4 separate regions of the Mus musculus genome follow, and regions 1, 3 and 4 are each linked to region 2. A link is a contact called in public HiChIP or PLAC-seq and promoter capture Hi-C data. All regions are on one chromosome and are shown on one strand. Each heading gives the region's core, a stretch centred on a gene start, on an enhancer-like site or on the middle of the called end of the contact. The rest is flanking DNA. Distances are from core to core; before and after follow the strand shown.

The links. Promoter capture Hi-C pulls out the DNA fragments that hold promoters and counts their contacts. HiChIP or PLAC-seq counts read pairs in DNA pulled down with a chosen protein or histone mark.
Region 1: a promoter capture Hi-C map of epiblast stem cells shows a contact between it and region 2, with 2.8 times the contacts expected there. The contact joins the enhancer-like site here to the promoter of Gsc in region 2. A contact is called at or near these places in 8 of 39 promoter capture datasets (cranial neural crest, embryonic stem cells, epiblast stem cells and 4 more), 1 of 484 Hi-C or Micro-C datasets (nephron progenitors), 4 of 115 datasets of contacts at active chromatin or transcription factors (craniofacial prominence, embryonic limb bud and embryonic stem cells) and 2 of 9 other capture datasets (embryonic stem cells and liver).
Region 3: an H3K4me3 HiChIP or PLAC-seq map of craniofacial prominence shows a contact between it and region 2, with 6 times the contacts expected there. The contact joins the enhancer-like site here to the promoter of Gsc in region 2. A contact is called at or near these places in 13 of 39 promoter capture datasets (the 3T3-L1 cell line, the HPC-7 cell line, cranial neural crest and 8 more), 11 of 115 datasets of contacts at active chromatin or transcription factors (craniofacial prominence, embryonic basal ganglia, embryonic forebrain and 6 more) and 1 of 9 other capture datasets (embryonic stem cells).
Region 4: a promoter capture Hi-C map of second pharyngeal arch cranial neural crest shows a contact between it and region 2, with 6 times the contacts expected there. The contact joins the enhancer-like site here to the promoter of Gsc in region 2. A contact is called at or near these places in 9 of 39 promoter capture datasets (the 3T3-L1 cell line, cranial neural crest, frontonasal cranial neural crest and 5 more), 3 of 484 Hi-C or Micro-C datasets (cranial neural crest, nephron progenitors and palatal mesenchyme), 6 of 115 datasets of contacts at active chromatin or transcription factors (astrocytes, craniofacial prominence, embryonic hindbrain and 3 more) and 2 of 9 other capture datasets (embryonic stem cells and liver).

What each region holds. Positions count from the first base shown.
Region 1 is chr12:104,604,767-104,610,891 of GRCm38.p6, reverse strand. No RefSeq gene overlaps it. Among named protein-coding and RNA genes, the nearest start is that of Gm31573, 55 kb to the left of the region's middle. Within about 2 kb of position 4,706, at least 12 of the 459 cell types and tissues checked have an H3K27ac peak or open chromatin away from gene starts, as enhancers often do.
Region 2 is chr12:104,470,129-104,475,743 of GRCm38.p6, reverse strand. Gsc (goosecoid homeobox) reads left to right here and starts at 2,508. Exons shown (of 3, transcript NM_010351.1): 1 at 2,508-2,983; 2 at 3,492-3,751; 3 at 4,098-4,535. The coding sequence starts at 2,629. The coding sequence ends at 4,253. Gm10000 (a long non-coding RNA gene) reads right to left here and starts at 2,214. Exons shown (of 6, transcript XR_381874.2): 1 at 1,162-2,214.
Region 3 is chr12:104,676,035-104,681,449 of GRCm38.p6, reverse strand. No RefSeq gene overlaps it. Among named protein-coding and RNA genes, the nearest start is that of Gm31573, 16 kb to the right of the region's middle. Within about 2 kb of position 2,324, at least 11 of the 459 cell types and tissues checked have an H3K27ac peak or open chromatin away from gene starts, as enhancers often do. A contact at or near this core is called in craniofacial prominence and second pharyngeal arch cranial neural crest, where this site is marked.
Region 4 is chr12:104,634,097-104,639,711 of GRCm38.p6, reverse strand. No RefSeq gene overlaps it. Among named protein-coding and RNA genes, the nearest start is that of Gm31573, 26 kb to the left of the region's middle. Within about 2 kb of position 2,506, at least 19 of the 459 cell types and tissues checked have an H3K27ac peak or open chromatin away from gene starts, as enhancers often do. A contact at or near this core is called in embryonic limb bud and second pharyngeal arch cranial neural crest, where this site is marked.

The DNA of each region.
Region 1 (6,125 bases), core at 3,457-5,956, 130 kb before region 2:
CAGACTCAGATCCATGCCTCCTGCTCATGCATGGGGCAGCGCCAACTGCTTCTTACACTGATTTTACAAACCTCAGCCCAGTTCCAGGAAAACACATGCTCACCCCTCCACTAAGGCTCCTGGAGGCGATCTGGAATTATAATTAAGCCGGTGCAAATGATCAGAGAGGCAAAGTGACCATCCAAGGTCACGTGGTAGGGAGGGATGAGGACAGAGTTTAGTATGAATATATGCATGCATGTGTCTGGGTACACAGGCACATATTTATGTGTGCACGTGTGGAGGCCGGAGGAGCCTTCCACCCTCCAGCTTCATTTTCCAGACAGAGTCTCTCACTAAACCTAGAGTTCAGTGATTGGCCAGTGTGGCTGGCTGGTGAGCCCCAGAAATCTGCCTGTCTCCATCTCTTGCCAGCACTGGAATTCCAGGTGGGTGCTACCATAGTCAGATTTTATGAGGCTTGCACATGGGCTCTCCCACCTGTGCAGCAAGCTCTGTACCTGCTGAACAATGTCCTCAACCCCTCAGAACTGAATATGAATTCCGTTGCCTTCAAGTAGAATAATTAATTCCCTGGCTCACATCTGTGAGGGTCGCTTGGCAGGATGGTCTGTGATGTCATATACCTGTCCCACTTCCTTCCAGGATGACAGTGGCTGGCGTTCCTCCCGTGGCTCCAAGCCCACCTTTATCTGTCCGTGTGTCTGTCTCTGGGTCTCTGTCTGTTTCACACCCAGCTATTTTCTTTTTCTTCCCCTTACAAAATGGAAAAGCAGGGCCATGCTGACCCTGGAGTCTGTAAATGCGCCGGCTGGGCTCCTTCCGAGCCCCGGGCTTCTGGACACAATCTTGAATCATAATTAAGCCGTTAGAGGAAAGCTCGCTGCTGGCAACGGTCAGGAGAAATAGTTTCCATCGCGCAGTATCTGGAATTGGAATTGGCTAGAAAGCGCTCGCTCGCTGCCTCGGTGCCTAATGGGCAGGATCACAAATGTTATTAATCTAAGCGAGCCGTGTGAGACCCGGGCCTGAGCGATGAGGGGAGTTATTTGATTTTAAGAAAAGAAAACCAGGCAGAGAACACTCTGTATTTGGAACATTCTGGATCCCCCGAACAGGCGGTTAGGAGGGAAATATGTCTGTGGTATGTGATACAGGATTTAATGAAATTACAAGATGCGTCGGGACACTCAGGCCAAGGTGAAAAGGGGAGAGGCCCCTCACACACTCTGCTTGGCATTCTCAGTGGTCTCAGGGACCCGAGATTCGAATGTTCTTCAGGACAGAAAAGGAGGGCAGCTGTTGTAATGGCAGTCGGTACCGGGGCTGCTTGTGTGTTGGAGTTAATTCTGTCGCTTCGCAGTCAGCGCTGCTGCTGGACCTTGGTAAAGCTAGCCATCTTGTTTGTTTGTCTGTTAAAAGAAAAAGGAAAGAGAGAGAGAGAGAGAGAGAGAGAGAGAGAGAGAGAGAGAGAGAGAGAGAAAGAAAGAAAGAAAGAAAGAAAGGGAGAAAGGAAGAAAGAAAGGGAGAAAGGAAGGAAGGAAGAAAGACAGGAAGAAAGAAAGGAAGAGAGAAAGAAGGAAAGAAAAAGGAGAAAAAGGAAGAAAGAAATGATATTTCTCCTGTCCTGTCCCATGTAGGGGTAAGAAGAGATGTGACCATCATCCTGTGACTGTGAACCAATGTGTTATTTCATATGGCTTTGCAAAATGAGTCACAACTATTAACCCATTTAGTAATGACTCATTTTATTGGTATCTGCGCACTGAGTGTGGCAGAATAAAGGATACAATAAAACCTTGGTCTTGGGCTGGTGAGATGGCTCAGTGGGTAAGAGCACCCGACTGCTCTCCCGAAGGTCAGGAGTTCAAATCCCAGCAACCACATGGTGGCTCACAACCACCTGTAACAAGATCTGACGCCCTCTTCTGGAGTGTCTGAAGACAGCTACAGTGTACTTACATATAATAAATAAATAAATCTTTAAAAAAAAAAAAAAAAAAAAAAACCTTGGTCTTGATGTCACCGCTGAGTCAGCACATGGTTGACCAGGTAGATAAAGACATGGCATAGCAGAAGAATTGCAGTGTAGTTGAGATGTGCTCACTTTGGCTTGGAGCTGAACGTCTGCCCTGCTGTTGATTCCTGCCTCCTTCGGGTACAGTTCTGATATGCACTGGGATAAATTACTACTTAGAACCAAAATGATCTTTTCTGTTCTTCCCTGGCCCTTTATAGCCATGTGGCTAAAAGATGGCATCCAGGACTTGAGGGTTAAGATTGTGCGTGAGACATGTAAGAAGACTCCTTTGTTCTGCTTCTAGGGAGTGGGGTGCAAAGCCTGGAGCCCCAGTAGCTGTCTTTGACCATGGAGGCGCAGGAGCCACACGCAGAGGTCCGTGATCAGAGGAGACCAGCCCTGAGGGCCTTCACTCTCTCTTTTTTTTATTTTATTGGATATTTTCTTTATTTACATTTCAAATGTCATCCCCTTTCCAGGTCTCCCCTCCAGAAACCCCTATTCCATTCCCTGTCCCTCTGCCTCCATGAGGGTGTTCCCCCACCCACCCATGCACTCCCACATTCCTGCCCTGGCATTCTCCTACACTGGGGCATCAACACCCCTCGCCCAGAACAAAGGGGCACTTCCTCCCACTGCTGTCCAACAAGGCCATCCTCTGCCACATATGAGGCCAGCAACATGGATCCCTCCATGTGTATTCTTTGGTTGGTGGTCCAGTGCCTGGGAGCTCAAGGGGGTCTGGCCTGTTGACACTGTTGCTCCCCCCACAGGGCTGCAGACCCCCTGAGGATCTTCTCATCTGCCACAACAGTTCTGCCTGCCTTCCTCAGGACCTCCTTTCTGGCAAGAAACTAAACTCTTGATGTTTAATCCACTTCAGTTCTGGATAGGACATTGGCTTCCTGGGGGCCACCCCAGCCCCAAGGGTCTGAGCTGGGTGTGAAGAGGGATGGAGTGTGGATTTAGATCTGAGGTGTTCTACACAGGCTCATGTGTTGGAAGCTTGGTCTCTAGCTGGAGGGCTTTGGGGAGGTGATGAGATCCTGGGGACCCTGTCCTAATCAATGGATGGATCCTTTGTTGGATTTATAATATGATATCCTCCTTGGGGGGCAGTAAAATCTCTGTGAAGAGATCAAGGGAGCCTTAGTTGCTCTCTACCTCATAGGGTGCAGGAAAGCCATGTCCCCCGAGCATCCCAGCTTCAGCCTGGCTCTCCTGAGAGTCCTGGAAAAGGCTCTCAGTTGGCTCCAAAACCTGCTGTTGGCACAGAAAGGGCCAGGCGTACAGCAGAGACCAGTCTGCCTGTAGAAGAGTGACGCAGGAATTATTTACGGTGCGAACTGGCAGCTTCTGAGACATCTCACCTCCCCAGTTGCTGTTTGATTTACTCATCATGCTCTCTCTCCTAAGTCCACCCATCCTTAAGCCTCTCTGTGGATACTGATCTCCCCAAGACACACTCATGCGTGTCACAGCACGCCTGTGCCGTCTCTCAGAGTCCCCATCTTTCTCCAGAGCATGACTGTAGAGTGTCTGAAGCCCTACTGTGTGTGTCTGAAGCCCTACTGTGTGCCCATGCATGAGATAAATCTGTAAACACCAGGCTGCTCCAGGGTCACCTCTTCAGAGCCTCGCGGTGACCTGTGACCCCTCTGGTGGATAAGATGCAGTCCACCGTGTCTTTTAGGGGGGGAAAGCAAGTGTTCTAGAGCATGTCCAAACGTGGGTAACTTTTTGTTCATGTAGAAAACTGAATGTTCCTGAGGCGGAGGAAGGGTGTGGCTGGGCTGGGCCAGCGCCTTTGGGTTTCAGGCAGTTCGTGACTTGGGGAGCAGGCTCAGCCCAGAGTTGCAGCATGGACTTTGGCGTAGTTTGATATGTGGGTGCTTTTCAGTGGGTAGGTGTTTAGTGATTGGAAGTTAGTTTACTATACAAAGTGGTCTTTGTTGTCTCCACAGGCTGGGGTTTGGAGAGGGTGGTCACTGACCTCTGGTGCATGCAGGAACCACCCCAGGTCTGCCCAGCATGGACAATCTGGGCAGGTGCTAGCTCACCAGCCGTGGTCCAGGCCTGACAAAGCATCAAGGTGGCAGTAGCTACTTCTCCCATTTCTGTTGTCCTGCCTTCCTAATGCTGCGACCTTTTAATACAGTTCTTCATGCTGTGGTGACCCCCAACCATACCATTACTTTCATTGCTACCTTAGAACTGTAATTCTGCTAGTTATGAATCCTACGATAATTATCTGTGTTTTTCGATTTGTCTTGGCGACCCCTGTGAAAGGGTCATTTGAGCTCCAAGGGGTCATGATCTACTGGTTAAGAACGTCTGTCCTAAGAAAAGTGAGTATCTTACAGCTTATAACAGTGGTAGGAAGCAGTGCTCTGGCAAGTTTAAACAGGCTGTAGAGTTCTTCTAGAAGCCTTGATCTTCCAAAGACACTTCCTGCAGAAGGGTCAAACAGGCCTGGAGTGGAATGGAATCAAGGCTGGGCAGGGAGAAAGAGAGTCCCCTGATTGAGTCTCGGAGGTAGGAGGACGTCCCAGCCACGAGGCCACGGAAGCGTTATCTGCACTGCTGTCCCTCGACAGGCCCCTCAGCCTCACCCAGCTGAGCCTGTACAGCATCAGCAGCAACACCGCCTGTCCGCTGAGCCTGCTGCTTGTCACCAGGCCCGTCCCCGACACGTCTGGACACCCGTCTGGCAGGAAGCGGCCCCCGTCCAGCCCCGTTTCCTCACGCTCAGGTCAGGATCTGAGGCTAAATCTCCAGTTGACACGACACTATAGATAATGCTTCTTGGTCCCTCCCAGGGTTACCCGGCTGCCAAGCCTCCCTGACTTCCCAGCATTTCTCTGAACTATGTCCCTAGGGTGAGGACACATGGATGGTGGGGATCCTGTGGCGCCACCAGGGTCTGTGCTCCTCCCACAACTCCAAGGGAAAGGGACCAGGAAGACAAGGCACAGAGGGGTGAAAGACCAAGCCAGTGGGCCCTGCTGAGTGCAGTGGCCACAAAGGCAGAGGGATGGGAAAAGGGAGAGGGTAACTCTTGGGGCCTCAGTGAGCATTACCCAGGCATGCAATCTGTCACTTAGCACTGGTTAATAAAGGCCCAGGGCTAGGCTTGTCACCAGCCATGTGGCAATGACAGCTCCTGCTGGTGACTTCTTCGTGCTGGGCACCCAGCTGATACCACTCACACATGAGCTCACGCAATCTGATCAGAAAAAGGTTCATTTTAATCCTTTGACAGATGAGAAAATGAAGCCCAGAGAGGTTAAGCGACCGTCTAAGACCACACAGCGGGTGGATAGCAGGTGCTGGACTAACAGGGCGACAGAGTTAGTGAACAGAGATCTTGGCTGTGGGCATTTGTCAGACTTGGCTCATCCAGGAGATGGGCATGGGCAATTTCATGAAGGACAGATGTGAAGATGGCTGTCACCGCTTCCTAGGACTCAGTGAAGCTGAGCCCTGCCCAAGTGCTGTTCCAGCCTGGTCCTCTCCACCCCCATGGGACTGCATGCTGGATTGGAACTGTCTCTGGTTGGTTTAGATTGCCTGGATTTCTTGTTCACACGTTTGGAGAATCAAAGCTTCCAAGATTCTCTGAGGAAGAGGTGGACAGTCGCCTTGACCGACTACATCACTTTTCTGGCAGGTTCTAAAAATCCCTTGCTGTGCTCCAGAACCCTGTGGAGGGGTCGTCGAACTCTGAGCCCGCACTCATCACAGGCCTCTAGGAATGTTTTAATAGCTCATTTACTGGAAAGAAGGAGACCATCAAGGACTCCTCAGTCACTTTGCAGCATTGGACTCAAGAGACCTGCGGGGCATGAGATCTACCCATTACCTAACTAATGCTAACGGCTCCCTTAAGGTGGGTGAGACTGCATAAATTCTTTAACATTTTTATTTATATTTGTTTATTTGCATATGGGGGAGTGGATATGTGCAGTTTATTCATATGTGTATGGTGGTGGTGTGTGTGCATGCTTGTGGTGTATATGTGTGTGTGTGAGTGTGTGTGTGTGTGCTCAAATGCACACACTGAGGCCAGAGGAGGTCTGGTGTCCTGTCCTATTGTTCTCTGCCT
Region 2 (5,615 bases), core at 1,259-3,758:
AGGTTTTAAGGGATTCAATTAATCTCGGATTTGGTTAGATTATTTAAAATCCTGAGGCCTCCAAAGGAGGGGTAGTTTGCCAGGTGGCAATGTTAGGTCTTGAACCCTGGCACCCTTGACTACAGGTGAACAGCCTCTTCCTTCTAGGGTCACTGATATAGCTACAGGGCTTCGGGAAATCGAGCCCTGCAGCGAAATCCCGGACTTGTTAAAACTGATCACTAAGTACCAAGCTGAAAGAGACATGAATGGGTGGGCGTGGGTTTGTTTTATTCTTTTCAAAATTCCACTGCTCTTTCAAATCTGAGGCTGAGTACCTGTCGGGTCTGGATCTGAGTCCCCTTTCAGAAGTTTCAGGGGTTCAGGAATCTACCCCAGGCTCTCCTGTTTCTGCCTGTACCCCTGTAAAGGTCATATAAGAGACCTGCCCCTGCATGCGCCTTATCCACTCACAACCACCAACACAAACGAACACAGCGAAGTCACTGCAGCCTCCAGTTCTTGTCAATCAATTTATCTCCCTTTAGAACCGAACGTGGGAAAATGTTGGAGGGCAGCAGGTGTGTCCTGGAACCTGGTGACAGTAAAGTCATTGTAATGGAAAAAGGTCACTTCTCTAGGTGGGCTTGGCCTTTCTGAAGCGTTCCCGAGAAGACTTTGTTTCTCTTAAAACAAAAACAAGAAACTGTCACCTCCCCAACTGAAGCCGGTCTCTATCCAATCCTTACCACCACCCCCAATTTGCAACGTAAGCAAATCAAGTGTCCTAGGCCATGCGTGGGTGGGCTGGAGGGCACGGAGGTACACGCTTTCCTAAGTTCCGGGTGGCTGCTCCCACGCACTGCCTAGTTCTGCGCCCAGGCGGGACCAAACTTACCGCAATGATTCTCTAACCCAGGAAGAGCAATAAGGAGAGGTCCCAGGATCTCCTCCAGTGCCAGGGAGGACTTAGCATTTATTGTACGGCTTTAGACAGCGTTGAAGTTATCTCAGACTTATCAGTGAGAGAGGAATCTCCACAAATGGTATGGAAGTCCTCTACCCAGGTCTCTCCTGGAGTAGCTGGAGAGTGGCCTGCGCGATGGCGGTGCAATTCCCGGGCTGGCACCGGGACGCACGACTTTGGGCCTCTGTTTTCGTTCTGCCCAGAGGGTCGCCTACCTTCCCGCAGGTCGCCCAGCCGCCAGCGCGCAGATCTAGGCTGGCTGCGCCTCCCGCGGTTCGGCCGTGCCTCACGGAGAATCCCGCAAATCATCACGGCCGCCCGCAGTGGCCCGACTTTTGTCCAGGCCGCTGGGGTCCCCCGGAGGCCAGCGCGGGCCTGGAAGGACAGCTAGAGGCCTTTCGGAGAGCTCGCTGATTGAGAGAGGGACGCCACTCAATATGTTGAGAAAGGAGACAGGCAGTCCCGGTAGATCCCACGAGAATTAAAGCCAAAAAAATTTTTTTTGGGGGGGGGGAAGGCACCCCTTCTCCCAGACTAATAATCAAAAATACACAGAACCTATCGGCACCCACGCGGGAAGCCTCTGGAAGCATCGCTTCAGAGCGCTCCTCTGGGTGGTGAATTTTAAAGACTGGCTGAATTTGCTCTTCACTGGTGTGTTAGGAGCTAGGGAGAGTCAGGGTAGTTTTCAGACCCAGAGTGACCGCTTTAAGAAGAAGAAGAAGAAAAAAGACAACTTGTACGAAGGCGGACGCGTTTCTACTTTCATGGTTTTTGCTCTGAGAAAATTTGGCTTTCGCAAAAACAAAAGATTTTGGGAAAGAGACGGAGGGGGGGGTGGAGAAGTGAAATTAGGCAGTGAGTTCACGGGGTAGGGGGTTGGCTGCGGGGGGGGGGCACTTTCAGTCTTAGTTGAGGGAGGACACAGCCACCCTCATTTCTTAAAAGCAAACAGATTCCGAAAGAGAGTAAAAAGTAGTCCTAAAGTAAAATTAGCCACAATGAATTTGAGCTACAACCATAGGAAATCGCACCCCATAATAGAGAGAAAAGGGTCGGGGCGGAGAGGTCGGCGGCGGAGTTGTTAACGGCGGCAGGACAATAGTATTAATAAGATTAACCTGGGCAATTAGGCCGCCCGCCCAGCAAGGCCGGGGCCGCGCCGGGGCTGCCGAATGGAAAAGATTAGGTTAATTTCATTAATTCTCAATCCACAATCTTTTTCAGGCCCTGTGGCCCCCCTCCTCTTGGCATCTCTCCCCCTCCCCTGCAAGCGCCCCCCGCCCACCCCCACCTCCCCATTCCACACCACCCAAAGGAAAAGAAAAGGACCAAATCTGGTTCTGTTTGTCATCTGCATATTACCAGGAACTAAATCCAGGATGACGTCGACTCAGTATAAAACCAACAAGAGGTTGAGCCGGTCGGAGCTGCGTCCTACCCGCGGGTTGAGTTCAGCTAGGCGGCGGCGAGGGGAGGAGAGGGCGGGAGGAGGGAGTTCGGACGCAGGGGGCGGGGAGGGGCGCGAGTTGCGCGCTCGCCCGCGCTCTCTTTCGGTTTGCTCGCCCGCGGGAGCAGAGAGTGGGACAATTCCCAACCCCCACCCCAAACAACACCACTTGGAGACTTCTTCTTCTTCGGCGCGTCCCCGCCGCCCCCCGGTCCCGACGCGGGGCTCGGGGATGCCCGCCAGCATGTTCAGCATCGACAACATCCTGGCCGCCCGGCCGCGCTGCAAAGACGCGGTGCTCCCGGTGGCGCCCAGCGCCGCGGCTCCGGTGGTCTTCCCGGCTCTACACGGGGACTCGCTCTACGGCGCCGGCGGCGGCACCTCCTCGGACTACGGCGCCTTCTACCCGCGCCCTGTGGCCCCCGGAGGCGCGGGCCTCCCGGCCGCGGTCGGCAGCTCCCGCCTGGGCTACAACAGCTACTTCTACGGGCAGCTGCACGTGCAGGCGGCGCCCGTGGGCCCGGCTTGCTGCGGGGCTGTGCCGCCGCTGGGCGCCCAGCAGTGCTCCTGCGTCCCGACGCCCCCAGGTAGGGTCGCGATCGCTCGCGAGCCGGCCTTCGCCACTGCGGCAGTCGGTGGCTGCCGGGGCATGGACGCGCGGTTTGCTTGCTTTACTCACCTGGCACCAACTTTCTCCCTTTGCAAGCCTTCCCCGTTCTCCCATTTATTTATTTATCTTTTACTTTTAATTAATTAATATATTTTTGGGTCACCGGGTACGGGGACTTTGCATACGTCTACTGTAAACTTTAGGTTAGAGTTTAAAAAGCCGAGTCACCGGGAGTCTCGGGGCGACTCCACGCGCGCGCGGGAATGAAGTGAGGACGCGGGGAGATTCTAAAGTGCCTGAACTGGCTTTTGGATGTGTGCAGGCAGACGCTCCTTCCACGTCTGGGCATCCCTGGTCTCGGTGCCCCCCAAAGACATAGCGCCCCTTGCAGACTTTTTTTATTTTTAAGTGAGCGAGGGCAGCGAGCGGGTTGGCTTACGGTGCCGAGGGAGGATGACTGACTCCCGTCCCTCTCTCTGTCGCAGGCTACGAGGGCCCCGGTTCTGTACTGGTGTCTCCGGTGCCGCACCAGATGCTGCCCTACATGAACGTGGGCACGCTGTCGCGCACTGAGCTGCAGCTGCTCAACCAGCTGCACTGTCGGCGGAAGCGGCGGCACCGCACCATCTTCACCGATGAGCAGCTCGAAGCCCTGGAGAACCTCTTCCAGGAGACGAAGTACCCAGACGTGGGCACTCGGGAGCAGCTGGCCAGGAAGGTGCACCTTCGGGAGGAGAAGGTGGAGGTAGGCAAGAGCCCCAGCGGGGGTGGGCTGGGGTGGGGGCGTCTAGCGGTCCTTCCCTGCACGCGGCTTTTGCCGGGTCCTCCTTTGGGATGTGGCCACTCTAAGAGCATCCCAGAGGCTGTGGCCTGGAGGCTGCCCGAGGGTACTTTAGGCCCAAGAAGGAAAAGAGGAAGCGTGGAGGGTGCTTCTCCTTTTGTTGGTCTTGAGCACAGCGATTGCCTGCGGATTTCTCCCTGCCAGGCTAAGGTTCCACGGTCAGGCTGTCCCCTGGCCACGCGGGGCCACCCGGTGCCCTGGTGTCGGTGGGCAGCAGCCTTTAGGTCACCACTGTTTGGTTGCGCAACAGGTCTGGTTTAAGAACCGCCGAGCCAAGTGGAGACGACAGAAGCGATCCTCCTCGGAGGAGTCAGAAAACGCCGAGAAGTGGAACAAGACGTCCTCAAAAGCCTCGCCGGAGAAGAGGGAAGAGGAAGGTAAAAGCGATTTGGACTCGGACAGCTGACGGCCGCGGCCGCGGGCCGGCCGGGGCGCTTGCCTGACGCAAGGACTTGCACAGACAGTCGATGCTACTTGCACACACCCTGCCTTGCGGGAGGGGGTCGAGAAAGCAACGAGGAGCTAGCTGTAAATAATGTACAGGCCCAGGACTGCTGGGGACAGGCGCGTGGGGACCGCAGCCCCACTGTCCCGGGCTGCCTGCGTGAGCCTCGTCCCCCACCGTAGTATTTATAGTTAAGTTAACGGTGACAATACAATAAAGTGATGGCAATGTAGACCAGCCATGTTGTATTTCCTACCCTCGTGCCATCAGTTGAGGCCTAGGAAAGAAATCTGTTTAGTTGCGATGCAGAAGGCAATTAAAAGCAGCAGAGTAGGGGTTGGGAGGTAGGACTGGGTTGCGCTGGGTATCCTGGGTCTTCGGGAAGGGGTGGGGAGTGCAGGCCGGGCTTTTGAAAGCTTCACCTTTTCTATCATTCCTTAGTTCCTTGAAGCTTCCTCAGAGCCCCTTCTCAGCCACCCACTCGGGGACCTCTGCTTTCGAAATCACCCTAGACTCAAGGCCACCCAGAATTGAATTTCTGTTCCAAAAAGAGTAGCTCTCCTGGTTGTTGGTGCTTTCTTTCTGGCTGCCACCTCCGCGGGGAGCTGTCTCTTGCTCCCTTTGAGCCTAGAGCGTTTGTTTCCAGGACACAGATCTGGTGCTTACACCCTAAGGGAGCTCCACTGAGAACTGTGTGCGGGGACTTACTTTTCTGCCCACTAATGTGGTCCTCTCAGTTTTCCAGCTAGCTTGTTAAAGGTTGGAAAGGGCCTAGTGGGTCTCTTGTTCTAAGAGCATTGTAGAACTACCGACCAGAGGAGTGAGTCCCTTGGAGATGGTAGACTCTTCCAGTGAGGGCTATCTGCCCCCAACACCAGATACCATCCACCGCTGAAGGAAGGAGCACCCCTGAAGGAAGGAGCACTCCCTATCTATCTACTGCTGGTGGCAAATTTACTTTTCTCTCTGGAGCAGCCGAGGTCTCTCTGGCTGCCATCTGTGACGAAATGGCTTTAATATGTTAAATTTTTAATTAGTTTTACCTTAAGTGTGTTTATCTAGGAGGAAGCCAAAGCCTGGGGCTCACTCCTTAGCTATAGAATGGGGGGGGGGTGCTTGCTCTCCCTTGTTCCATTGAATATTTGGAGCAAGACCTACTCAGGGATGGACACTGTGGCTAGAAACAGTGCAGGGAGAAACCAGGTTGATTTATAGGGAATGCTTTTTTTTCCCCCTCACAGTTTGTAGGATTATCAGGCCAATGTGACTAAGCCCAGGACTGACATAACATATGTAATAATACCTAATATAGCTCTTTTTCTT
Region 3 (5,415 bases), core at 1,075-3,574, 210 kb before region 2:
GTGGGGGTCTCTCTAGAGTCTCCAAAGCTGTAGTCAGGGTTCCCCTGCAGTGAAGGGCTCACCTGGCCTCTGATTTCTCTTGTGCCCCATAGCTGCTGGCAGCTTTCACCATCTTGTAGATGCAGGTGCCTGGCTGCTTGCTGCCCACAAGACCAATGCCCCCAAACTCCATAGCTTTCCTCTCAGGAAGGTCTGGATTGGCTTGTAAAAGTTCTACCCCATCAGCCTACCTAGGACCTATCTCCATGAACTCAGTTCATTGAGGGGGAGCCCTCATTACTGATCCAAACCCTTGCATCTTTGCCCTAGAGGGTAGCCCTGCTGTAGCATTGGCAGCCATTCACCTTCCTGGGCCCCACTTACACTCACAAGCCCCACCCACACTCACAGGCCCCACCCACACCACAGGCCCCACCCACACTCACTCACAGGACCCACTCACCCACAGGCTCCATCCACATTCACAGACCCCACCTACACTTACAGGCCCCACACCCACTCACCCACAGACCCCACCCATACCCACATGCTCCACCCTCACTCACAGGCCCCACCCTCACTCACAGGCAGGGTTTCAGGTAAAGTTTCAGCCATCTGCCTGCTGTACCATGGGGTGAAGCTGTTCTCTGTGAGCTTCACTTCTGAAGGGGCCCTGATGACTGTTTCTAGGACACAGTCAACACCAGTCCCAGAGAAATTCTAGGGTTACATTAATCAATGAGGGAAGTCTCACCCACTCTGGGTGGCGCCATTCCCTAGGTGTGGTTTTCCAACCTATAAGACTGGAGAAAGACAGCTGAGCTGTGCAGGTATTAATTAAGTCATTGTTCTCTGCTTCTTGCCTACAGAATGGCTGCTTCAAGTTCCCACCTCTGTGACTTCCCCTCAGTGATGGACTAAGAGCTGAAAGAAACCTTTTCCCCCCAAGTTGCCTTTGTCATGGTATTTTAGCACATCAACAGAAACTAAGTATCTCCCCTTATATTCTCCCAAATACCCTACTGATCACTTTCCATTCCCAATTGACCCAGAGCCCCTTTGAAGGCAGATAAGACAGGACTTTTTTTTTTTTTTTTTTCAATACTTTTTTTTTCTTTTTTAATGGATACTGCGGCTGAGTGGAGAGTGAGTGGTCAAAGCCTACACCGGAGCAGCCAAGGGGGACCCTGTACTGCTGCAATAGCAAAGGCGGAGGTGGGAGGGGGGCAGAAAAAAATCCATCTTATGGGAAAGTGTTTTTAACGTCAGCAAACACGTTGCAGTGCCATTAAGAGTGTTTTTGTTAAGGACACATTCAACTTGAGGTTTTTAATTTGTTTGAAGTATTTCGCTAAAACAGAATTATGCTGGAGTTTATATAAAAGCAGAAAAAGACATGAAAAGTTTTAACTTAAGCAGCAAAATATAGAGGCTAATCTTATTTAAAAGTAATATGTATGTCTTGATTGAACGCCCAGATACGCTCAACTGGGACTTTTTAGTGGGATCGGGTCTGAGCTGTTACACTGAGTTATATCGAGAAGGTTTCCCCGGGCTTATATTGCCAGACCTGAAATACTCTTGTGGCTGCGTTTAATAACGAATTGAAAGTCTTGAGTAAGGGGATATGATTTTTTATGACAGAAGGAATGCAAATAACTCTTAGTCTCGTTGCCTTGACCGGGTTTGGTTTGATTTGACGGAGTTTAATAGTGACTTGTAACCCGTGATGACAATATGCAGACCCGCGCAACGTCATTTAAGTCATTTATTCTGCATGCTGTAAAAACAAAGAGATGGCAAATAAATACCCAGGACGTTCATTGTTTGTCAGAGAGCCCAAGCCAAGAGTTTTCAGTGACCTTTTAAAATATGGTCCCAGGCTAGTACTAAAATGTCTGTCACTCAACACGCACACTTGTGTGCTGTGGCCTTTTAACCCGTGCGGCCTGTGTTTTTCTCTTTCAAACAGGAGTATGAATTTCCAATCAGCTGCAGCGACTTGGGTTTTTTTGCATGGGAGGATTACTGTAAATTGCAGACTGACAATTACAATACGCAGGGCACCGGCGAGTTATTAATGGGCTCGCCTACCGATGGCCTTTCAGCATACCCTCAGACCCGCCGAGCTGCGGTCTAATTGGATCCAGGGGTGCAGGCCCCTGTGGAGGGGATGAGGCGGCAGGGAGCGGGACTCCGAGACCCCCACCCCCTCCCAGGCAAAGGAAGATATCAATTGATCACAGAGAGCTCCTGCCTGCCACGGCTCTTATTCACTCCCTCTGTAATGACTTGTATTGGCTTAAGGAACTCGGCGTGATTTGACAGCATCAAGTTCAACTGACAAAGACCAGCAGGTGACTTTAATTGAAGACTTCTATTGCGAGCAAGCGATTTTATGCAAGACAGAGCAACAGTCCGACAGACACAAAAGAGGCTTGTAAAATAAAAAAGGGAAAGAAAGAAAGAAAGAAAAAGAAAGACCCTTAGCATTTGCGGGAGACTAAGGCCAGACCACGGGCTTGCTATTTTACTTTGGTTTTCCCCATACTTACCCCCCTACCCCCCACCCTGTCAGTGGCAGGACTGGAGGGGGGACCTTCCCTGCAGCCCCCTGGCCCCAGCAAATTCTGCAGCTGCTTCTCCTCTCTTGGGTTTCAATATTTATCTTTGGGGATGAATTATGTCCAGGCATAAATTATGTTTGACACATCTTGATGCTGGGGGGAAAAATTAAATTTTTCACTGCTCTGAGAAACATTCCACAGACCCGTATCACGCTCACCGCGCATCCTGAGAGAGCCGGTGTGCTGTTTGGTTTTACGAAATTAAATGGACGGCCTGTCTGAAGCGTTGGAAGGGTCTGGGGATAACGATCAGTGAGCGACGGAAGGAGAAAGAGATGACGGCTGTGATAGGACCGAGTGCTGGAGCCCTGGAACGGAGGAGGAGGAGGAGGAGGAGGAGGAGGAGGAGGAGGAGGAGGAGGAGGAGGAGGAGCTGGGCCAGCCAGGGAGCACCTCCTTCTCAAGGCCCATTAGAGAACTATAGCCAAGGCCCTTGTCTTTGGAGGACCATGCAGGCTGCAAGCGTAGGTCAGCTAGGTGGTGGGCAGCTGACATCCACTGGGAACCTGCTGTTTCCTCTTAGCGCGTAGAAGGTACTGTATCCTCCTTCCTCCTTGACCTCGAACCTTGAGATTCCCTACACATTGATTGCTTATCTTCCCTTCTCCCCCCACATCTCCACCTCACTGCTTCTGGCCCACCCCCCAGACACACCCCTTAGGCTTTCACTTTCTCTTCCTTAATCTCTTCCTCTTGTTTCCTGCTTCTTACAAACTCCTATTCGTCCTTCAAGACCCCGCTTGGTCACCTCTTCCAGGAAGTGTCCTTTCCTTGATTTTCTTTCAGGCAGTGTGATTCCAGAGTCTATACTTCTATCGCTACCCTAAAGGGGGTAAAGACGTATTTAGGTGTCCACAAGAACCAGCCAGAACACAGTTTATTACCCCCCCACCCCACACCCATGAAGGTCCCATTATCCTCAAGAATTTGAGAGGAAGGAGTGATGAGTTCTGGAGGAAGGTAGAAGGGAAAGCAGAGAGGCAGAGTTAGGGTCACCCTGAAAGGAAACTTCACCTTGAGGCTGGGCAGGCCCTTGGGCTGTGGGCGGGGTAGGCTGTCCTGCATGGAGCCCAGACTCAGGAAGTCCAATTGGGGGAGAAGGGGAGGAATAGGTCCACTGGGCGATGCGGGTCTGGTCAGTCTTACTGGCTGGCTCTGCTCCCTCACAGGTTCAGGCAGGTCGGCAGATGCCTTCAGTTCCAAACTGGAGCAAACCTTCACCTTTGCCCTTCTATCTGCCTAGCTCCTGCCACACATTGTCAGCCTTTTGAGGGGGGAAGGGCTGCCAGTCCTAGTGTGGGTACCTGCAGGAGTTTCCGTGCCATTCAAGGTTGTCTTCTGTGGCTCTTTCTCCTCAGGCACTCTACAATGTAAGCCCCGCCCACTCAGTCTACACTGTAAGCCCCGCCCACTCAGTCTACACTGTAAGCCCCGCCCACTCAGTCTACAATGTGAGCCTCGCCCAATCCTCACTCAGTTTAGCCATCACTGCTGTACCTTGTGACATCCTTTCTCCTTACTCCCTCCCTCCACACACACACACACACACCCACCGGCCCACTCAGGGCTGGGCTGTGCCCACTGGCTTTGACCTCTGACCCCTGTGCCCCTGAGGAGTGGGTAGAGGACATAGGGTGGGGTACACACAGCATAAAGATGAAACACAAGTTTTAGGAAGCGAACAGGCTGGTGTGGGCTCACATATGAACTCGGTCATCTAGGTCACAAGGTGACTTTGGAACCGAGTCTGAGTTTCACACTCCTCACTACAGAGGTGACCCCAGCCACAGTGTTGCCCAGGGTCTTCAGCAGGGCAGATGTGAAGTGAACAGGTCTGTTACAGACTACGACACAGTGTCCTATAGACAGCTGTGCATCGTGGCCAGCTGTCCCCGCCCCAGAGTGGGGGTAGCTTTTATTTTATTATTTCTGAAGTCCTGCCCTGGGGAACTGTGAGCCCCAAAGCTGCACGGAGCCGCCTGGCAGGCTGGGGAATGACTGCTCCATGAGGCACAATGGCTTAGTCGGTCACTCTGTGACCAAATTGGTTCCCTGGATGTCACCGTCACCTTGGCTACTCTCCTCGCAGCCACAGGCACTCAGAGGGTCTCATTAGGCAGCTGTGGGGAAGGCTGTCGGGCCAGGCTGTCAGAATCCCTCTGCTGGGCATAACTCAGCCTTTGGCTGAGACATTCACTCTAGACTCCCTGGGGCCCTTGGTGGCTTGAAATCATCTCTGTCCCTCCTTTCTTGACCCAGGGAGGAAACCAGGGAGGGTGGGGGTGGGCTTTTAAACTTCTCCCAAGAATATGCAGAGACAGAGTTTCCCATCTATTCCTAACCCCATTGCTGAAGTTGGATCCCGTACTTCCACGTGTCCGGCTGCGCAAGGTCCGTGGGGCCGAGGTACCCAGAGGCAGATCTAGGTGGGAAGAGCCAAAGGAGGACATGGGCTTTCACATGCCCTTGTGTGGCGTCTGTCTCTGAGGATACTGGGAAGACAATCAGATGGACTACCTGTCCAGGGCCTGGCAGCTGGAGCCCTCTTCCCTCATTGGGATGTAGGGACACAGTCTAGAGCTCAAGGCCAGCACATTAGTAGGGGACAGTAAAGAATGTTTCTCTCACCTTTCTCAGAAGCCACCAAGGGTGTCCCCTTCTCTTCCCTTCCCACCGCAGGGTCAGGATAAAAGGGCCATTGAGAACTTGAGGATTGTCCCCAGTGTGACCTATGACCTCCTCTCCCCATGGGACTTTCCAGCTGAGAAGACCATGGAGTCGAGAGGGAAAATGGCTGCCCCATGCATCA
Region 4 (5,615 bases), core at 1,257-3,756, 160 kb before region 2:
GAACTGGCTACAGTAGGACTTTCCTGCAGAAGACCTTGCTTCTTGTCCCAGTACAGAGAACAAAACTCATCTCTAACAGAGCTGATCTTTCTAAACAATGCAGCTACTGTCTCCTGACTGGGCCGTATCTCTCTCTGTTTCACTCACCATGCTTTTCTGCTCTGTTTCACCATGGAACTGAGCAAGAGCAGTGAGCAGTAGCCATGCCACAGTCTGAATGTAACTAAAGTTTCCTCCACTGAGTTAGTCTGTTGCTTTTGAATATTGCCTCACTCTGGTTCAAGACACCGGCAGAATGTAGTCAGATTTTAACACATTTAACAGGTTTATTCCAGAATTTAACACAAGTGCTCTCAACCCAATAAAGTCCTTATTCTCCTCAGAAACCTCATGAGCTGGGTTTCCACTGTCCACATTTCTGTTCTTCTTCTGGTCTCCTAGATTTCCACAAAATGTCCCAGTAAACCCCGCTTAGAAAAGTTTAAGAGTTACTCTAGCCTACAGCTCCAAACTTTCAAATCCTTTCTGGAGTCATGCCCAAAGGCTACAAACCATATGGTCAAGTTTACCACAGTGACACTTCTTGGTACCAATTTTCTGTATTAGTTTTTTTTTTTTTCTTGTTGCTATTTTTTTAAAGGTTTATTTTGACTCAGAGTTTGAGAATACAGCCTGTCAGAGTAGGGGGATTATGGGACAGGATCAAGAAGCAGTTGGTCACATTATACCTCCAGTCAGGATGCAGGGGGAGGTGAATGCTGGAGCTTAGGTGCCTTCCTGTTCCCCACTCAATTCTCCTTAGCTAAACCTCTCTGAAGACATCTTCTAGCTGTGCCCAGAGGTGTGTCTCCTAGGTAATATCCAGTCCAGTCAAGTTGACAATGAAAAGGAATCATCACTCTAGTGACATTTGTCAGATGACCTGGCTTGGCAGTGCCTCTCTGAGTCTGCCCTTCAGCTTGCTCCTCATAACTCCTTTTGAGAACCCTAGAAACTTTGATTATCTTTGCTTTTTCTAGAATATTCCCCACATCATGGTGTGCTAAAAAAGTATTGTTGGAGACTAGTTATCTGAGACAGAATCTTAAACCTTGCTTTATCAAACTTGTCATGGTGTGTGTGTGTTCTCTTGCATGCATGGCTCTTTGTCATGAATGCTGTCCCTTCTCTCTCTACAGGTAGCTGCAGAAGCCAGTTTACTTGTTTCTGGTAGGAGTTACAAGACTGTCATTTCTTCCCTCCCCCTCGTTTCTCCACCCCTCTCTACTCAGCAAAGCAGGGCTCATGCCACCCTTCCCCCAACCTCCCCTCTTCACGCCTCTAAAGTCCAGTTGGTCCTAACTGCTCATGGTTCTGTGTTTACGAATCAGCCTCCTTGACAGAAATTTAAATGCAGCCCTGGCAGCATTCTTGAACTCGCTGGGGAACATGGGAGCATGCTCAGGATGTGTCGCTACCAGGCTCCCAGTTGTGGGCGGACAAGGCAACGCTCATGCATGTCCAATAGCACACAAGGATCTGTGTAGTGTCTTTTTTTTTTTTCCCGATTATTCATTTTATAGGTGACCTCAGCCTCTGAGCACAAAGACACACTGGCTAGTGTGAATAGGAAAATCCATCGATTAGGAAAATCCTTTGTTCAGGTGTGAGCACAGTCAGCGCTGTGACTTCGAGAAACAGATCACTCAGCAGACCCAACTTGCTAACAGGCTTCCCGTTTCTCCAAGGAATGCTGATTAAATACTTGCTAATTTGATGTCTGTGGTCACTTGATGGGACGGAACACTCAGAGATAAGGTGAAATCACGGAACCTAACCCTTCTCCATGTGCTGATATGGAAACGGAGCTCACGTTCATTCCCAAGTTCACCTCGGGGTCGCTTGGTCTGAACCCCCTGCTTTTGTGGAGGAAACCAGGCTGTCTCTGCCTCTGCCCGAACCTTTTGAAACGTGAGGTTTATTTTCTGTCTCCCAAGGGATCGTGGAGAAATTGCTCATCCCCTCTTGTCCCTTGTATTTTCATTGTCCCAGAAGGGTATCGGCTGGGGAATGCTAACCTCCCCCACCCCTAACCTGGGCAGGGTACAAGGGTCCTCATTTCAAGTTTTCCCACCGACGCCCCCCTCCCCCAACTTTGAAGCTTAATAGCTTTAAAATCTTACAAGTTGTAAAAACAATTAAGGCAATAACGTTAAAGAGAAGCAGAGAGCTGCTCTTCAAAGGCGTGTGAGCCGTTCACACTTCGTGGTTAAACGCGGCCTGGAGCTGGCCCGGGTCTGAGAAAACGCAGAGGCGCCCTGCGAATTTGTTGATGCCAGTTTGGACAGACTGTTTATTTTCATGATTTCATGGAAGAATTTTAATTTAATGAGTGTTTTATACTCTAATGTAAAGCATCGCTCAAGCCCTGTAATTACTGTGTCAAAGTGGGCTTCCTTACACAGCGGCAGCTTGAACTCCAAGGCTATGCCTCGCATCTGAAATCAGCCTAGGGACCGGGAGGAGGGGCCGCGGGGAACCACCGCTGCTTAATAGAATCGGAAATTAACTCGAGGAAGGGGGTGAAGGGCCTGAAGGGGTGTCAGGCTGAGCTAATTCCCACCCACCCCCAACTTGTGCTTTGCATACTGGAGGTGATGGGCGGGGAGACAAGTGTCTAGGGTGTTCTAGGTAAGAACTTGACCTTCATAAAGCTGCTTGTCTGAAGGGCGCACCGGTAGGTAATTTCAGACACGTACTTCATCATTTTGGCTTTTTTTTTTTTTTTTTTTTTTTTGAGACTTTTGGCTTTGGCTTTATGCACGGCCCACAAAAATTATTTTTTTCCTTCTCTTCCATTTATTTAAAAGCACAGAAGAGATTTTGTGTAGACTAGAAGAGTGGGCCGTTGCCTGTACTCCAGGTTTCGGGGAAACCTTCCTGCTTGGGTGACTTGTTGCACGGTCCTTCTGCTCCCCGCCCTTTCTCCCTGCTTGAGCGATCTCCCAGAGCACACACACGACTCGAATCGGCTCAAAATGGCCTTTCCAGATGTTGGCCAGAGCCTCATTGCACCCCCTTGGCCCTGGATGGGGATCCCCCTAAACACGCCACCGGAACGTCTTCTCTGGAGTTATTTTTCCCCCCTTCTTCATGTTAAGCCACTTGGATTTGTGTTCCGTGGTTCAAGTCCAGGAATCCAATGGCTGCAATTTGATCACCTGCTATTTCTACCCTCTGCAGTTGTGCTGTGGAGAGATCGAATACTTTCCCTAGCGAGGAGGGAGGGGTTTTTCACCAGGGTTAAGGAAGCCATCTTTTACTTTTTGGTGGTTTTGTGATATTGAAGGTTCTGGAATACAAGCCCCAGTGACTACCCATAGGGCATCTCGCAGCACCTGGAAATAGAGTGTGTGTTGCTCACCTGGGTTGATGTAACCATCGACTGCAACAGCACCCAGGCTGGCAGGGTGGGGGCTTGCGGGGTAGGGGACACCTCTGATGAGTGACAGATTAATGGGGGGGGGGGTTGGGTGGAGGAGACACTTAGCTAAATTGAAATTCAGATCTATGATGAGTGATTTCAAGTATGTTCAAGCTATATTTGGAGCATATACATATACTAAAAATGATTTGTCTGAACGTCAAACTTAACTGGGTGTCCTGTATTTTACCTGACAGCCCAACTTCCAACCCTCCAGCTGCCTTCCCTTAAAATGCACCAAGGTGCAAATCCTCGAGGTGCAGATGGTGGCTCTGGCTGGATCCAGCGGCAGCAAAGTTTGTGTTGGATGACGTGTTTGAAATTTGAATTTGTGATTTTTTTTTTAAAGATGGAGCAAGTGCTCCGTAGCTGCCGTGACTCCCGCACCCCCCCCCCCCCGCATGACTTTGCGAGCAGTCTATGTGGATATACACCCCTATCTTCCCTCAGTTAGGTACACTGTTAAGGCTTAACTCTTTGCTCCTCTCTCAACTTCTGGGGCAAAATTCATAGTGTAGTTTCAGAAAGCCTGGTCCTGGGCAAGCCCTTGGCAGGAGAAAGGAAATGTGTCCCGGGAGGGATGGAATGCACTGGGCTGGCTTTAACAGTGATACCCTGGAAAGGGGGCGGGGCTATCCCCAATTTTGCAAACGAGATTCCAGAAAATTAAGCATCTAGTCCTATCTTGGCCTCACGTCTGGCTTCAGGAAGAGGATTCAACCGAGGTCACTTGGCCCCAGCCTGTCTTAACATTCATTGCTCTAGTCTGTGACTGCCATTTGCTAAGGGACCGTCATGTAGCCGGCACTCCTCTGGGTCAGTGGTCCAGCCAGTAATTTTTATTTCTCTTGCTCGGAGAGGATAGAATCCTAAACCGCCCGCCACGTGAAAGGGGCTTAGGCTCTTCTGATCCTGAACCACAGGGTCTGGTCCTGGATTTGTTTTGTTTTGATTTTTCTCTCGAACCTCATGGTGGAAACGCTCCCCTCGTTCACTGTGCTTACAACGCTGGTTAAATTGTTCGCTGGATTTATTTCAAAGCAAAGAAGGAGCAGTGAAGATTGCGATGCTTAGACTGTAGTTGCTCCTTTTAACTCAATTACGTTTTGACAATTCGGAATGAAACTTGGGAGCGTGTCTTTGTTTAAGCCGTTGGCCTTGCATCGGAACAGTCAGCTCAAGGTATATGGCTAGTGTCAGGACTAACAGTCTTTGACAAGGGCATTTAGCGGTTGTAATTCAAATCTAATTCAGAACATCTTAGCACCGGACCTGTCAGGCCCTTGAAGCCCACTGTAACTACAAAACCAAGGGCAACGGTCCCAAAGCCAGCTCTGGGCGGCCTCAAGTTGATATGTCAACAAGACCAGTTACAATTAGGCCCTTCTTTCAAGCATACTAAACTAATTTACAACACTCTGGAAAAGTGGGAAAAGGACCCGAGGCTTAAAATCCCAAGACTTCTAGATTTCAGATCACGGCACATAAAAATACAATTAAGGTCCCACACAAAACAGCCCAGGCTTGCGCCCGCCCTTTGGATTGTGTGTGGACTGTCTGCCCTTAAAAATAGATACGCTTAAAAATGCATGCATACATGCATGTAGTTAGACCATAATAATAACAGTTGGCTCCCAACCACTAAAAAAAAAAAAAAAAAAAAGAAAAAGAAAAAAAAAAGAAAAAAGAAAAAAGAAAAAAAGAAAAAAAAACCTTAAAAAAAAAACACCCAAAAATCCTGTCGGGTCTTGTTAGGATCATTTTGTGGCTTTGCTGAACCCTAAATCGCCACCACACCTATTTACTACTTGGGGACTCTGCTTGTAATCGAATCTGGCTTAATTGGGGAGTGTCTCTTCTTGATGTGCCTTCCCATTTGGGCACTGAGGGTACAGATTCTCTGTGGCCTGGATGCTCTGAGCTGGGATGAGAAGTGAGGAGAGGGATAAAGGATGTGGAGTGTGGCTGGCTCCTTGGACACAGACAGGGTTGCAGCCACCAGTATGTAATTTCACCATCAAGATAAAACAGGGCTTGATTTTAAAGCACTCTGCTGATCGCACACAGCTGTGTACTTTTCAGAGGCCCCCACCTTCTCGCCAGGGGCCCCCGGCTAATGGGAATGTTTGCAGATTTTGCTTTTATGATTTAT